2 separate regions of the Sus scrofa genome follow, and region 2 is linked to region 1. The links are chromatin contacts, called in public promoter capture Hi-C maps. All regions are on one chromosome and are shown on one strand. Each heading gives the region's core, a stretch centred on a gene start, on an enhancer-like site or on the middle of the called end of the contact. The rest is flanking DNA. Distances are from core to core; before and after follow the strand shown.

Region 1 (6,732 bases), core at 2,635-5,134:
AGGGCAGGAAAAAGATGCACGTCGTTGAATGTGTCCCTTAGCGAGCTCTCCTGGAAGCATGGACAGCAACTTCTTTCCCTCATTGTGTGACACGTGGTCATGTCTGGAAGGGAGGCAGGGAAACACTTTGTATGAAGTGGTGCACTGCCCAAGAGAAGTGATCTGTTAGCAAGGAAGAGGGGACCAGGTGGTGGGCAGGCAGTCAGCAGGTTGGCTGCAAAAGGTGTGGGAGGGTTTCAAGTGGAGAATTGGTGTGTGTGCTATGCCTACATGGCTACATGTGTGCACATGTAATGTATGTGTGCATATGCTGTGTGGTATGTGCTTACCCATGTGTATACACATGCGATATGTAAGTGGTCTGTGCATGTGTATTTACCATTGTGTAATCGTAGGCAAGATGCATGCATGGGTACAGGTGTGCAAGTGATGCATGCATGCATGTGCTGTGGGGTATGTATGTACCCCTGTGTATGCACATGTAGTGTGCAAGTGCTGTGTGTGTGTGTGTAATTGTTGGTGCTGTGAGTGCATGGGTATGTGTGCATGTGTGATGTATGTTGCACATACGTGTGCACAGCGGAGCCGGACAGATCTCTTCCTAGAGACCACTCCCTTTCAGAGAACAGATGGGGCAGGGTGAGTAGAATCAGGGAGGCACCATGGTGGTGGATAGGCCGAGTGAGGTGTGTCTTTGGGTCAGAGAAACAGTAGTGCCTGCTTCTGCCCAGTGGTCTGGAGCTGGGACAGGAGGGAGGGCTTAAGGCTGACTTGGGCTTTGGATTTGAGAACTTGATGAAATGGATCACGTCAACAGGAGGGGTGATCGGGAACAGGATGAACTTGAAGGAGAAATACTGGGGGTTGGCTTTCAGCATGTTAATTTTACCTGTGATGGGGCTTTTGAAGTCACTTCCCAGGCCAGAAAGTAACCTAAAAACAGATGGCATTGTGGGCTTCTTTCCAGGAAAGGCTCCATGGTCTTGGTTTCAGGGTTAAATCAAGCCGCTCTGTTAGTTCCCAGTTTTGACTCCAGGCAGTCAGTGGGTGACTCAGTTAAGTCACTTTGGAGGATCCATGGGTATGTGATATTTTAAAGTAATACATGTTCTTGGAGAAACAATCAGAGTACACAGAAAAGAAGGTGCCTTCCTTCCCTCATTCCCAGTACCTCTCTATAGGTCCCTCCTCTTACTTTTTTCTTGCAGTTCCTTCCAGAAAGCTTTGTGTATATGATCATGTTTGACCCTTTCCTTACACAAATGGTGGCCTTTCTCAGCATATCTGTCATCACAAAAAGTCTACATCATTCTGTGTACATGGTCCACACTACTCAGCTTGCTGGTGGACATTTGTCCAATATTTTATTTTATGCACTGACTATCCTTATACATCCTTGTCCACATATGTGAGTGTTCCCAGATGCAGGCTTGGTGTTCTAATGGGTTTCTAATGGCTACCTCATTTTGACAGTTCTTGCCCTCCATAGAGGTGGTTCAGAATTGGATCCCTGGAGTTTCCATTGTGGCTCAGCAGTAACAAACACGACTAGTATATACGAGGATGTGAGTTCAATCCCTGACCTCACTCAGTGAGGTTAAGGATCCAGTGTTGCTGTGAGCTGTGGTATTAGTGGTGTAGGATGGTGGCTACAGCCCCAATTTTAAATTTATACTCTGGCCACCATGGGAACTTACATGCTGTGGGTGAGGCACTAAAAAGACAAAAAAATAAAACAAAACAAAAAAAAAAACCACAAACAAAAAAACAAAAACAACCAGAATTGGATCCCTACCAGACAGTGCCTGTTCCCCGACTCTGAAGAACACCAGGGAACAAACCCGACCTTGAGGCCGGCTTTTTACTGGGTTCCTTGCTTCTTCCCCAAGTGTGGAAGCCCACTCAGGAAAATGTTGAGTCAGGGGTCTGCATAGTCAGGGTCTCAGTTGTCGGCAACTGGTGATGACTGGCTGATTTAGACAGAAAGCACTGTATCCCTGAGATGCAGGAAGGCAAGCAAAGCTTGAGCTAGCACCACCTCTCCCTGCCCTCCTGGCTCAGGAGGAGCTCAGTGGCCCTCCATATCAGCTGTCCTGGCCGCCCTGCAGATTCCAATGGCGGCCAGAGTGTAAGATGTGCATAGGAACTAGCCATCCAGGAAGATGGTGGGAAAATCATTTAAGCATTTTTTTTTAATTGAAAAAAAAATGTGGGCATTTTCATTGTGGCGCAACAGGTTAAGAAACTGACATAGTGTTGGTGAGGATGATCCCTGGCCTTGCCCAGTGGGTTAGGAATACACCTGCTGCAAGCTGCCATGTAGGTCCCAGATGCAGCTTGGATCTGGGGTTGCTGTGGCTGAGGCAGGGGCCAACGGTTGCAGCTCTGACTCGACAACCCCTGGGAACTTCCACATGCTGCAGTTGCTGTCATAAAAAAGAAAGAAAATTCTTTTTTGGTCGGGCCCATGGCCCATAGAAGTTCCTGGGCCAGACATTGAACCTGTGCCACAGCAGTGACTCGTGCCACAGCAGTGACTCAAGCCATAGCAGTGACAATGCTGGATCCTTAACCCACTAGACCACCAGGGAACTCCTAGAACTCATCCTTTCAAAGGGCACAATTCAGTGCTTAGTAAATTCACAAAGTTGTGCAACCATCAGCACTACCTCATTTCACCTTTTCATCACCCTCCAAACTGAACCCCCCACATCCACCTACAGTCATGGTGGATGCCTATTCTGTCCATTTTATATAAATGGAGTCATATGATATGCGGCCTTTTGTGCCTGGCTTCTTTCACTTAATGTTTTCTAGGTTCACCTATGTTGCAGCTGTGTCAGTATTTCATTTTCTTTTTTTTTTTTTTTTGGCTGAGTAGTATTCCATTACATGGCTATGCCACATTTTGTTCATTTATTAATTAGCTGATGGATATTTGGGTTGTTTCTATTCCTTGGGTATTATGAATAATGCTGCTAAGAATATTTTCATACATACTTTCAGGTGTGGATACGTGTTTTTAATTATCTTGGGTATAGACTTGGGATGGAATTCCTGGGTGATATGTCAATTCCTAACTCTTGTGGAACTGCCAAAACCATTTTTTCAAATGGTTGTCAATTTAAATCTCCACCAGCAGTGTTTGAGGGTTCTGATTTTGCCACATCCTTGTCAATACTTATTATCTGCCCCCCCCCTTTTTCTCTTTTTACCACCATACCTACAGCATATCTAAGTTCTCAGGATGGGGGTTAAATCAGAGCTGCAGCTGCAGGCCTATGCCACAGCCACAGCAATGCCAGATCCTTAACCTACTGAGCAAGGCCAGGGATCAAACCCACATTCTCACAGAGACAGTGTCAGGTACTTAATCCACTGAGCCATAATGGGAACTCCGTGTTGTATAAGTTTTTTATTCCGGATACAAGTCCCTTAACAGTTTATGATTTGCGAATTTTTCCCCTCATTCTGTGGGTTGTCTTTTCTTCATGCTGTCATTTGGAGAACAAAAGTTTTAAATTTCGATGATGTCCAACATATCTATTTACTCTTTTGTTATTTGGGGTTTTGTTGTCATATCTAAGAAACCACCGCCGAATCCATGATCTTGAAGATTTGCATCTGTTTCCTTTTGAGTGTTTTGTAATTTTAGCACTTACATTGAAGTCTTTCATCCATTTTTAGTTCACTTTTGCATGTACTGTGAGGCTGCGGTCCAGTGCCACTTTGTTCCAGAGGGATGCTTTTCCTCTACCCCCGCCCCTTTCCGCCCCTCCTCCTCAGGTCCCAGCCCTTCTTTCCCCGCCTGCAGGACCCGGCCCAGCACACAGCTCTTCCCACGAGGCCAGCCCACTTTCCCGCCCCTCGCCCCGCCCAGGGCGTCCGCAAGCACCAGAGCCCGCAGCCGACCCTTCCTCCCAGGCTGGCCGGCCCGACCCATCGGGGTTCCGAGCTATCCTCCCGGGCCTACAGCCGGAGCTCAAAAGGCGCTCCGGAGGGGACAGATGGGCACACGCAGCCCGCGCCGTCGCCGCTAGAGCTCCCCTCACGCAACCTGCACTCTCCACAAACCCCGCGCCTGGCCCGCCGCCGGCCCATCGGCCCGCCTCGTCGCCTTGCCTCTCTAGCCTTTCTGGCCGTCTCGACTCCTCCCTCTCATCCGACGTCATGCCGGGCGCCAAAGCGCAGCTGCGGGCGTGCGTTCCTTCCGGCTCGCCGTAGCAGGCGCGCCGCCGCTTCCTCCGCCCAGGTCCCGGATGTTTCGAGCGGAACGGCGCCTCCAGGACCCAGACCCCAGCCCCAGTTCGACGCGGAGGAGCAGGCAGGCCCCGGGTAGGTGTGGGCGCGGCAGGGATGACGAGTCGGGGCTCGTGTGGCCTATGTCCCGGCCTCGGTCCTCCCTGGAGGCTCCGGACAGGGGCACGGGCTCCGGGGAGGGAGGCCCCGCGCGGTGGGCCGTGGGACGGGGCTGGCTCGGCGCGGGGACTGGCCCGTCGTGATGGGTGACGGGGCGGACGGGCGGCGCTGACGGCCCGTTGCTGGCCGGCCGGTTCCTCAGTGGGAGCAGACCGCGGGGCGCTTCGCATTGTTTTTCTTGCGCGAGATTCGAGTCAGCTTTGGGGCGGGTGCTTTCTTTTTATATGTTCCTCGGACTCGACGTTTGAGCCCTTTCACGGGATGGGGATGATGCCGCTTTGCTTCTTCGTGCGGGGTGTTCCCCCGCAGGTGTGGGAAAAGGTGCCCAGGGCAAGTGGCTTGTCCAGCCAGTCAGCCGGAGATCCGCACGGCGCAGCATCGAGCTGCTTAGCGGGGCCTCCAGACTGTTCAGAATCTTCAGCCTGCTGCCCTAGCCCGCTTGACCTCTTCAATGCCAAAGCCGTCTCACCTCTCGGCCTTTGCGCTGCCTGCTCCCTCCTCCCGGAACGCGTTCTCACAGCGTTCTGCAGCCCGCATCTTTGTTTGGACGTCACCTTATCAGAGAAGAATAACATAGCGGGGTGCTGCTAGTGCTTATTTCGGGCGTTATAGAAGAGGTTTATTGTTTTCGTTTATTTGTATGTTCTGGTGAGGTTTTTGTTTCTTTTTTTACGTGATCTGTGTAATAAAATGGCTTTTGTAACTTTTTTACTGGAACCAATGAGATGTAAATACTCTCTTTGCATGTTTGGAAAAAACCTTTAAAAAATACATTTTAAAATTCTAAACCATTCTACCACCCGTAGATTATCACAGTTAGCAATTTTTTCGTGGCCCCTGTCCCAGTCACGTAAATTTGGGGGTGGGAGTGTGATGGTATAATGTAATGTAATGTGCTTTTACAAATATGTAGTTAGCGGAGTTCCCATTGTGGCTCAGCGAGTTAAGAACCCGGCTAGTGTCCATAAGGATGCGGTTGGATCCCTGGTGTCGCTCCGTGGATTAAGGATCCCTCGTTGCTGCAAGCTGTGGTGTAGGTGACAGATGTGCTTCACATCTGGCATTGCTGTGGTGTAGGCCACAGCTGCAGCTCTGATTTGACCCCTAGCCTGGGAACTTCCTTATGCTGCAGGTGCTGCCCTAAAAAGAAAATAAAAACATGTAGTTATAAATGGGCGCTATTAATCCTCTATAGTTAATTGCTATTAGTGCTGTAGTATCTGTGAACCTTTATTTATTTAATCTCGTGTTGGATCCGTTCTTTCTTGCCTATTGTTGTTTTGCTTTCAGTTTATCTTCTCTCCAAAATATTCGTATCAACATAGAACCTCTCCAGCTACCCTTACCCTTTCTTTCTTTCTTTCTTTTTTTTTTTGTCTTTGTGTCTTTTTTAGGGCTGCACATGAGGCGTATAGAGGTTCCCAGGCTAGGGGTCTAATCCAGGCTGTAGCCATCAGCCTACGCCAGAGCCACAGCAACGCCAGATCCGAGCCAAGTCTGTGACCTACACCACAGCTCACCGCAAAGCCAGATCCTTAACCCACTGAGCAAGGCTAGGGACGGAACACGCAACCTCATGGTTCCTAGTCGCATTTGTTAACCACTGCGCCACGATGGGAACTCCCTACCCTTACCCTTTCTAGATTTTAGCTTCTTTTAACACCAGAAATAGGAAGACTCTTATACTCCCTGTCATTGTTTCCTCTCCTTCTCTCTTCTCTTGAACTTGATTCAAGTTAAGTTTTTGGTTGTCTGAAACAGGCCCACTGACCTCCTCTCTGGTCTGTACACCTGGGTGATTTCATCCTTCGTCATGGCTGAATGTCACATGTTAACATGCCCTAATGTGTATCTCCTGGCTGGATCGTCCCATTCCAAACAGCTACTTTCACTTGTGTGAAACCTTATACACTTTCACATCTCAGTCAGAGGCACCTCCATTCTTCCTGTTGCTCAGGTTGGAACTCCTTGTGTGGTCTCTGCATTTCTTCCATGTTCCAAATTTGGTTGGTCCGCACTTTATTTTTTACTTTAATTTTATTTTTATTAGAGTATAGTTGATTTACACTGCTGTGTCAATATCTTTTTGTTTGTTTGTTTTTGTTTTGTTATTTCTTGGGCCGCTCCCGTGGCATATGGAGGTTCCCAGGCTAGGGGTCTAATCGGAGCTGCAGCCACCGCAACGCTGGATCCGAGCCACGTCTGCAACCTACACCACAGCTCATGGCAACACCTGATCCTTAACCCACTGAGTGAGGCCGGGGATTGAACCCGAAACCTCATGGTTCCTAGTCAGAACTCCCTACACACATT
Region 2 (6,732 bases), core at 2,693-5,192, 200 kb before region 1:
GCAACGCGGGATCCGAGCCGCTTCTGCAACCTACACCACAGCTCACGGCAACGCCGGATCATCAACCCACTGAGCAAGGGCAGGTATCGAACCCGCAGCCTCATGGTTCCTAGTCGGATTCGTTAACCACTACACCACGACAGGAACTCTGGTTTTTTTGGTTTTTTTTTTTTTTTTTTTTTTTTTAACGTTCCTTTTCTGATATTTCATTGTTAAAGAAATGCAACCAATTTCTGTACATTAATCTTATACCTTGCTACCTGACTGAATTAGTTTATCAGTTCTGGTAGTTTTTGTTGTGGAGTCTTGGGGGCCTTCTATATATAGAATCATGTTATCTGCATATAATGACAATTTTACCTCTTCCCAGGGGTATATTCTTAATCTGATGAAGGTTATTTCTCTAAGAACCTATACCACACACCATGCCCTGAATGGCAGAGGTGGGAACTTTCACAATGAGACCAGGAGTAGGCAAGAGTGCCTACAACTACAGCGTGCTTTCTCCATTGGGCCAGAGGTGTTAACAGCAGGAAAGGAGAAAGTGAAAAAAAAGTAATAAGGACCAGAAAGGGAGAGAGAGAAATTGCAGGGATTAAAAAGGAGGAATGATGTGGGTATTACGTACAAACCATGATTGTATATGTTGAAAGTCCGAACCAACCTACAGATAACTAGAAGTAATGAAATTGAGCAAGGCAGCTGAAACAAAATTTTTTTACTTTTATTTTTGGCTTTTTAGGGCTGCATGTGTGGCATATGGAAGTTCCCAGGCTAGGGGTCTGATCTGAGCTGCATGTGCCATCCTACACCACCACACAGCCACAGCAACGCCAGATCCTAGCTGCGTCTGCAACCTACACCACAGCTCACAGCAATACTAGATCCTTAACCCACTGAGTGAGGCCAGGGATCAAACCCATATCCATAGGGTTTGTTACCACCAAGCCACAATGGGAACTCCCAAAATGTCTTTTAAATTTGTATTCCTAGCAACAAACAATTTGCAAGTGGAATTTTAAAACAGACAATAATGGCATCAAAAAAATAAAAAATAAATCTAACAAAACGTGTGTATGATCTTTACAGAGGATATCAGAAAACTATGAGATTTTAGTAGAGTGGAAGGGCAAATACTGCGACGTCAACTATTCCCAAGTAACCCCACCCAAAACACTTGAAGGTTTCAGACAACAATTTGACAAGCTAACCCTAAAATTCATCTCAGAATGCAAAGAACCAGTCTATTTTCTCTTCATGTTTTTGTGCTGTTTATGAGCCTCTAAATTGATTTTATAACCACTACTAGACTGCAACCCACAGTTCAAAAATCACTGAGCTAGCCCAACACCTGATTCCCCCTCCCCCACCTCCTACTCCTCCCAACAACCAAGCTTCCATGGCTCCCACTGCCCTTAGAAGCAAGTCCACACTCCTCCCCAAAGTCTACATGATTTTGCCCTGCCTGCCTCCCAGGTTTTGTTTTTTTTGTTTTTTTGTTTTTTTGTTTTTGGTTTTCTTAGGGCTGCACCTGCAGTATATGCAAGTTCCCAGGCTAGGGGGTTGAACGGGAGCTGTAGCTGCCGGCCACAGCCACAGCCACAGCGCATCCAAGCTGTGTCTGCGACCTACATTGTAGGTCATAGCAAAGCCAGATTCTTAACCCACTGAGCAAGGCCTGGGATTGAATGGCATCCTCATGGACAGTAGTCAGTGTCACTGCTGAGCCAAAGAAGGAACTGTGCTTTCCAGCCTTAATTCTTGCTACCACTCCCCTCCTCTGCTACTTCTGTGCTCCAGCCACTGAACTGAATCTGACTCCTTGAAAATGCTCTGCTTTATCTCACCCCAGGCCTCTACTTAGAGATCAGCCCACCCTTGGCCTGGCTCCCACCCTCTCCCTGGCTGCTTATATACCCTCTCAGCTGGTCATCTATCCACCAGATTAGACTTACTCCATCCTATATCCTTCCATTGCTATGGTCTAAAAAAACAATTTTGTTTTTCTTTTGGGCCATGCTCATGGCACATGGAAGTTCCCAGGCCAGGGATCAAACTCAAGCCACAGCAGTGACTTGAGCCACTGTAGTGACAATGCCAGATATTGAACCTGCTGTGCCACAGGGGAACCCCCTAGAAACACAGTTGGGGTAGATCACTAGACACCCTGGCATACATAATTAGATTCAAGATCTCCAACAGCCTTCTGAAGCAGAGAATGCTGAACTATCCTCATTTTACAGATGAGAAAACTGAGACTCAGAAAGAGAAGAGGACTGGGAGTTAACTCAGGGCCTTATCCCACTTCCGGAAACCAAGGAAATTGCCAGGTGAGCCTAGCAACCCCAAGATCAGCACATGTTCAGGAGTAACCAAGAGGGGGGCTTATCAAGTAACCAAGGGAGGTACAGCAGATCTCCTCGGTGGAAGACATTTGCCTGGTCATGCTCAGCTCCTGGGCCACTTATTCTACAGATATGGATCAGTATTTGGCCCATTGTGTGCCAGGCTTTTCTAGACACTGGGGATGCTCGGGTGATCCCAACAAAACCCTGCTCCCCTGAAGCTAATCCTAACGAGGGGCTACTCGCAGTGTGTAACAGGGGTGCTGGGGAGTGCTGCAAAGGCAGAGAGAAACAGTGAAGGAAAACTCTATATAGCGTAGACAGCTACAGCCAGTCTGAGTTAACAGCTGGATCTGGATGAAGAGCCTGTCACATGAAAAGCCAGAAGGGTGACCCAGCCAGAGAAATCAGAAGAGGGAAGGCCCCTAGAGAGGAAACCACCTGTGGCTTAATCTTTTAAAACCTATTAACGTTTATTATATACCTTATCTCAGTTCAACCTTACTAGCAGAAAGGCGTGTCATTATTTTATGGAGAAGGAACATGGCCCGCAAAGGCAAATGACTATCTCACCCCCAGAGATTTTGGCCCCAGAGTAGAAATGGAGCTCTGGTCCCTAAGTCAGTGCCTTTGCAAGCTGGCCCCTTGACTGAGGCCGAACTTTGGAGGCTGAGCTAAAAGAGCTGGAAAGCTCCTAATGGAACCGCAGGTGGAAAACCGAGGCCAAGCGTTCCCGTTGTGGCTCAGAGGAAAGGAATCTGACTAGTATCTACGAGGATGCAGGTTCTATCCCTGGCCTCGCTCAGTGGGTTAAGGATCCAGTCTTGCCAAGAGCTGTGGTTTGATTGCAGACGCGGCTCAGATCTGGCGTTGCTGAGGCAGCAGCGTAGGCTGGAGGCTACAGCTCCGATTCCACCCCTGGCATGAGAACCGCCATAAGCTGCAGGTGTGGCCCTAAAAATACAAATAAAAAAAGCAAAAAGAAAATAGAAGAAAACCGACGCCAAAGAGGAACTACCTAGCCAAGTCACCCGGCATCCAACTGACTGGCATCAAAGAACTGGGTCCCCACCACCTCCCCTCAACACTTTTCTCCCATGGGGGTCCCAGGACCCCAAGATCCATCACCACGAGGAGCTTCACGACTTACTAAGCTTTCTGACTTACACTCAGGAAACCTTCCGAGGGAAGCGAGACAGGGAGCGTGACCCCCAGGACCAGGGCTTAGAAAAGCCATGTGACTCATCCCAGGGCCTTGTCGGTGCCCTGGGCTCCAGAGCCCCCGACCCCACGGCCTCCAGCCCCCAGAGCACCCGATCCCATGGTACCCCGGCCCCAGAGCCCCAGACCCCACGGCCTCTGGGCCCCAGAGCCCCCATCCTCACGGCCCCAAGGCCCCAGGGCACCCGAAATAACACCCCCGCCCCAGCGCGCATGGGTCCAGGGCCGGAGCCGGCGGCAGGGAACAGGAAACCTCGCCCAGGAGCGGAGAGTATCCGCCCCACCAAGCCGCTCACGGGTCCTAAACACCCATCCTCCTTCCGCCCAGCGCGGGGACCTGCCCGGTTGCAGGCGGCGCGGAATCCGACGCCGCGCTTTCGCTACCGCTCCGGACGGCCGTCTGAGAAAATCAACACTAAAAACCCGCTCTTCCCTGATAACAACAGCCCCTAACGTGGTGGCGCCTCCGAATGCGAAAGGCTCAAGACAAATATTTTCTAGCGGCGCAAACGGCTCCGGTGAGAGAGCGAATCTGCCGAGTCTGCTCGCCGGAAGTAGGGACGCCCCTCTCCGGAAGTTGCGCTCCCTCCATTTTGTTGCCCGCTATGGCGGCGGTGTCGAGGTTGGGGCCGGGATGCGGCGCTTTTGACTGAGGGGGTAGGCCAGGCGGAGGCATCGGGGATATCGGCGCGGCGCAGAAGACAACCAGCCTGGACGCCGGGGACGCTGTCATGTACGGCGCTAGTGGAGGCCGCGCCAAAACCGAGAGGAAAAGCGGCGTGAAGGAGGAGGCCGGGCCCGGCGGTGCCGGCGGTGGGGGGAACCGAGTGGAGCTGCTGGTCTTCGGCTATGCCTGCAAACTGTTCCGAGATGACGAGCGGGCCCTGGCCCAGGAACAGGGACAGCACCTCATCCCCTGGATGGGGGACCACAAGATCCTCATCGACAGGTCGGTTCCACCCCCCACCCGCCGGTCCTCCCCTTCCCTCGCCCGCTTGATTTCGTCTGATGTTGACTTGATGGCCAGGACTGAAAAGGGGTTTTCTGGAGCCATCGGGGATCTGGGGGACACCCCCCCTCCCCTGTCCCCGCATCCTCCTGGCTTTTGTGGGGGGGGGATGGTGAAACCTGCCCTAAGGCACTGGCTGGAGCTGCGTGCCGCGTCTGTCGCCGGAGGTAACCGTCTCTGCTCCCGCAGCGCCCCGCGACCTCTCACCCTTGTCGCTGGGTTGCAGTTGCCACCCTGGGCAATGGGGGCTGCCCGGGCCCTGGGCCTCTCCTGACCAGGTCTCTGGGCCCTCCGCGCTCCCACAGTTCGGTGTGGTGGGAGGGCAGCCCGAAACGCCGCACGCTGATGCCGCAGTTAGGAACTTCTTGGACCCCAAGAGTTCTATACCCCCAGCGGTCTGTGTGGAGCGCCAGTATTTTGCCGGCTTGACTCCCCCCCATCCCCCGCCCCAGACTCCTCCCCTATCCTGTGTTAATCGGATGAGTTTGACAGATACAGGCTGGAGGTGAAGTTGCCAATCAGTTGGAGGCCAGTTGACTTCGTGCAGACCCTGGCCTTGCTCTTAGAGGTAGCGTTCTTAGGGCTGGTTTCACTGTCTCTTAAAACTGAAGGGTGGACCTGGGATACAGATGTGTTCTTTTCAAATCAAACATGTCTTAGGTAATCACCCTAGAGGGTGTTTAGTCACTTTGGGCAGAGGGGTCCCAAGACTGGGATTTCTAAAGATGTTTGATTTGAAAAGGATGACAGTTACATGATGTAGGTTGTTTGCTCCCCTCCCCTCCCATGTTTTCAGTCCCCCCTCTGTTCCTTCTTGGGAGTTTTGTTTGTTGGTTTGGTTTGTACCGATTTGGCAACTCTACTTCTGGGGCCCGGACTGAAAAGTAACCATGACCAACCATTAAACTGTGGAATAGTCCCTCCGAGTGAAGGAAGCCCATCGTTTGAGACAATTAAAACTGGATTCTGCAGAGCCTTGGAACATGACTGTAGGGATGACCTCTGAGCTGGCCAGAATGGACACAATAATTACCAGACGCCTTTTTCCATGCCCAACGTTTCCATGTGGAGTTAGATCTAGACAAGAAGGACTCGTGGAGGGAGGATTGCCAGCTCAGGTCTGGACCTGAGGGTCCCCACGCCCTGCTCAAGCATGTTGTATCTTTAAACCATGGTTTCGATCAAATGATGTTGCCTGAGTTGTCAGGCAGCTTCCCTCTCCAAAGTGTTACTTCTGGTATTCATTATTAAAGTTTGATAAGTGAGGAAGTCTGAACTTTTGTAGTTTTTCATATCATTCTGTACATAATGTTACATCTTCTAAAACTAGCGGGGAGCAAACGCTGCACATGTACATGTGTAATATTTTAATGATGATCTACATTTGTAAGTTAAGGAGGTTTACGTCAAAGTAGAAATAACTTTCAAATTTAATAAAATGCGGTAACCTGGCTACCCTGAAATTTTCGGCCTTTTTCCTTGTAAATGTCTTTTTCCTTTTCCTTTATTAGTCCTTGGTTCTCATTACAAAAGTCAGCATTTAAAAATTGGGCAGACTTTTGTTTGTCTCTCTCCATTTATTTTTGCAACCCTAAATCTGAGTGTTTTAAGTAAAATTTACTAATTCACTCATTACCTGAGAGTTGCACATTAACAGCATCGTCATGGTCTCTTTTATGATCAAAGCATAGCAGAAAGTGCTCTTTGTAATTTGGCTAAAGTACCTATTGGCCCATGCGAGTACACGTGGATGTGTCTTCATGTATGTTGTATCCTGGGGGCATAGAGTGTAGAAAAAAGTATTCATACTGCATCCGCTAATAGTTTTCGCTCTGTTTCCAGTGAACCTCCTTAAACTGCATGTATATGTCACTGTTCCTATGTATGTGTGTCTCTCTATCACATAACCCAGCACTTATTTCCTCAGCCAAGTGGCTAGGGGGCGAGCCTAGCCAAGATTTTACCTCCAATGGACGCAAGTTTGTTTGGTGAAGATCTCTCCTGAGCGTTCGGGACTAGCAGAAAGAAGCGAGGAAATTTCGACCGTTTGGTTCTTACGGATAGGTATTTATGTATTCGGTTTGTGTGAATGTAAGCTATGATATTTGACTTTTCAGAAAAAAAAATTTCTTTTTTTTTTTTCTTTTTTTTTTTTGG

What was found. Promoter capture Hi-C pulls out the DNA fragments that hold promoters and counts their contacts.
Region 2: a contact with region 1 is called in a promoter capture Hi-C map of fetal liver, with 3 times the contacts expected there. The contact joins the promoter of SFSWAP here to the promoter of EP400 in region 1. A contact is called at or near these places in 1 of 5 promoter capture datasets (fetal liver) and 1 of 2 datasets of contacts at active chromatin or transcription factors (alveolar macrophages).

The regions. Positions count from the first base shown.
Region 1 is chr14:23,393,468-23,400,199 of Sscrofa11.1, reverse strand. EP400 (E1A-binding protein p400) reads left to right here and starts at 3,884. Exons shown (of 52, transcript XM_013982740.2): 1 at 3,884-4,335.
Region 2 is chr14:23,591,462-23,598,193 of Sscrofa11.1, reverse strand. It overlaps SFSWAP (splicing factor, suppressor of white-apricot homolog), which reads left to right and starts at 3,942. Exons shown (of 18, transcript XM_003132856.4): 1 at 3,942-4,515. The coding sequence starts at 4,298.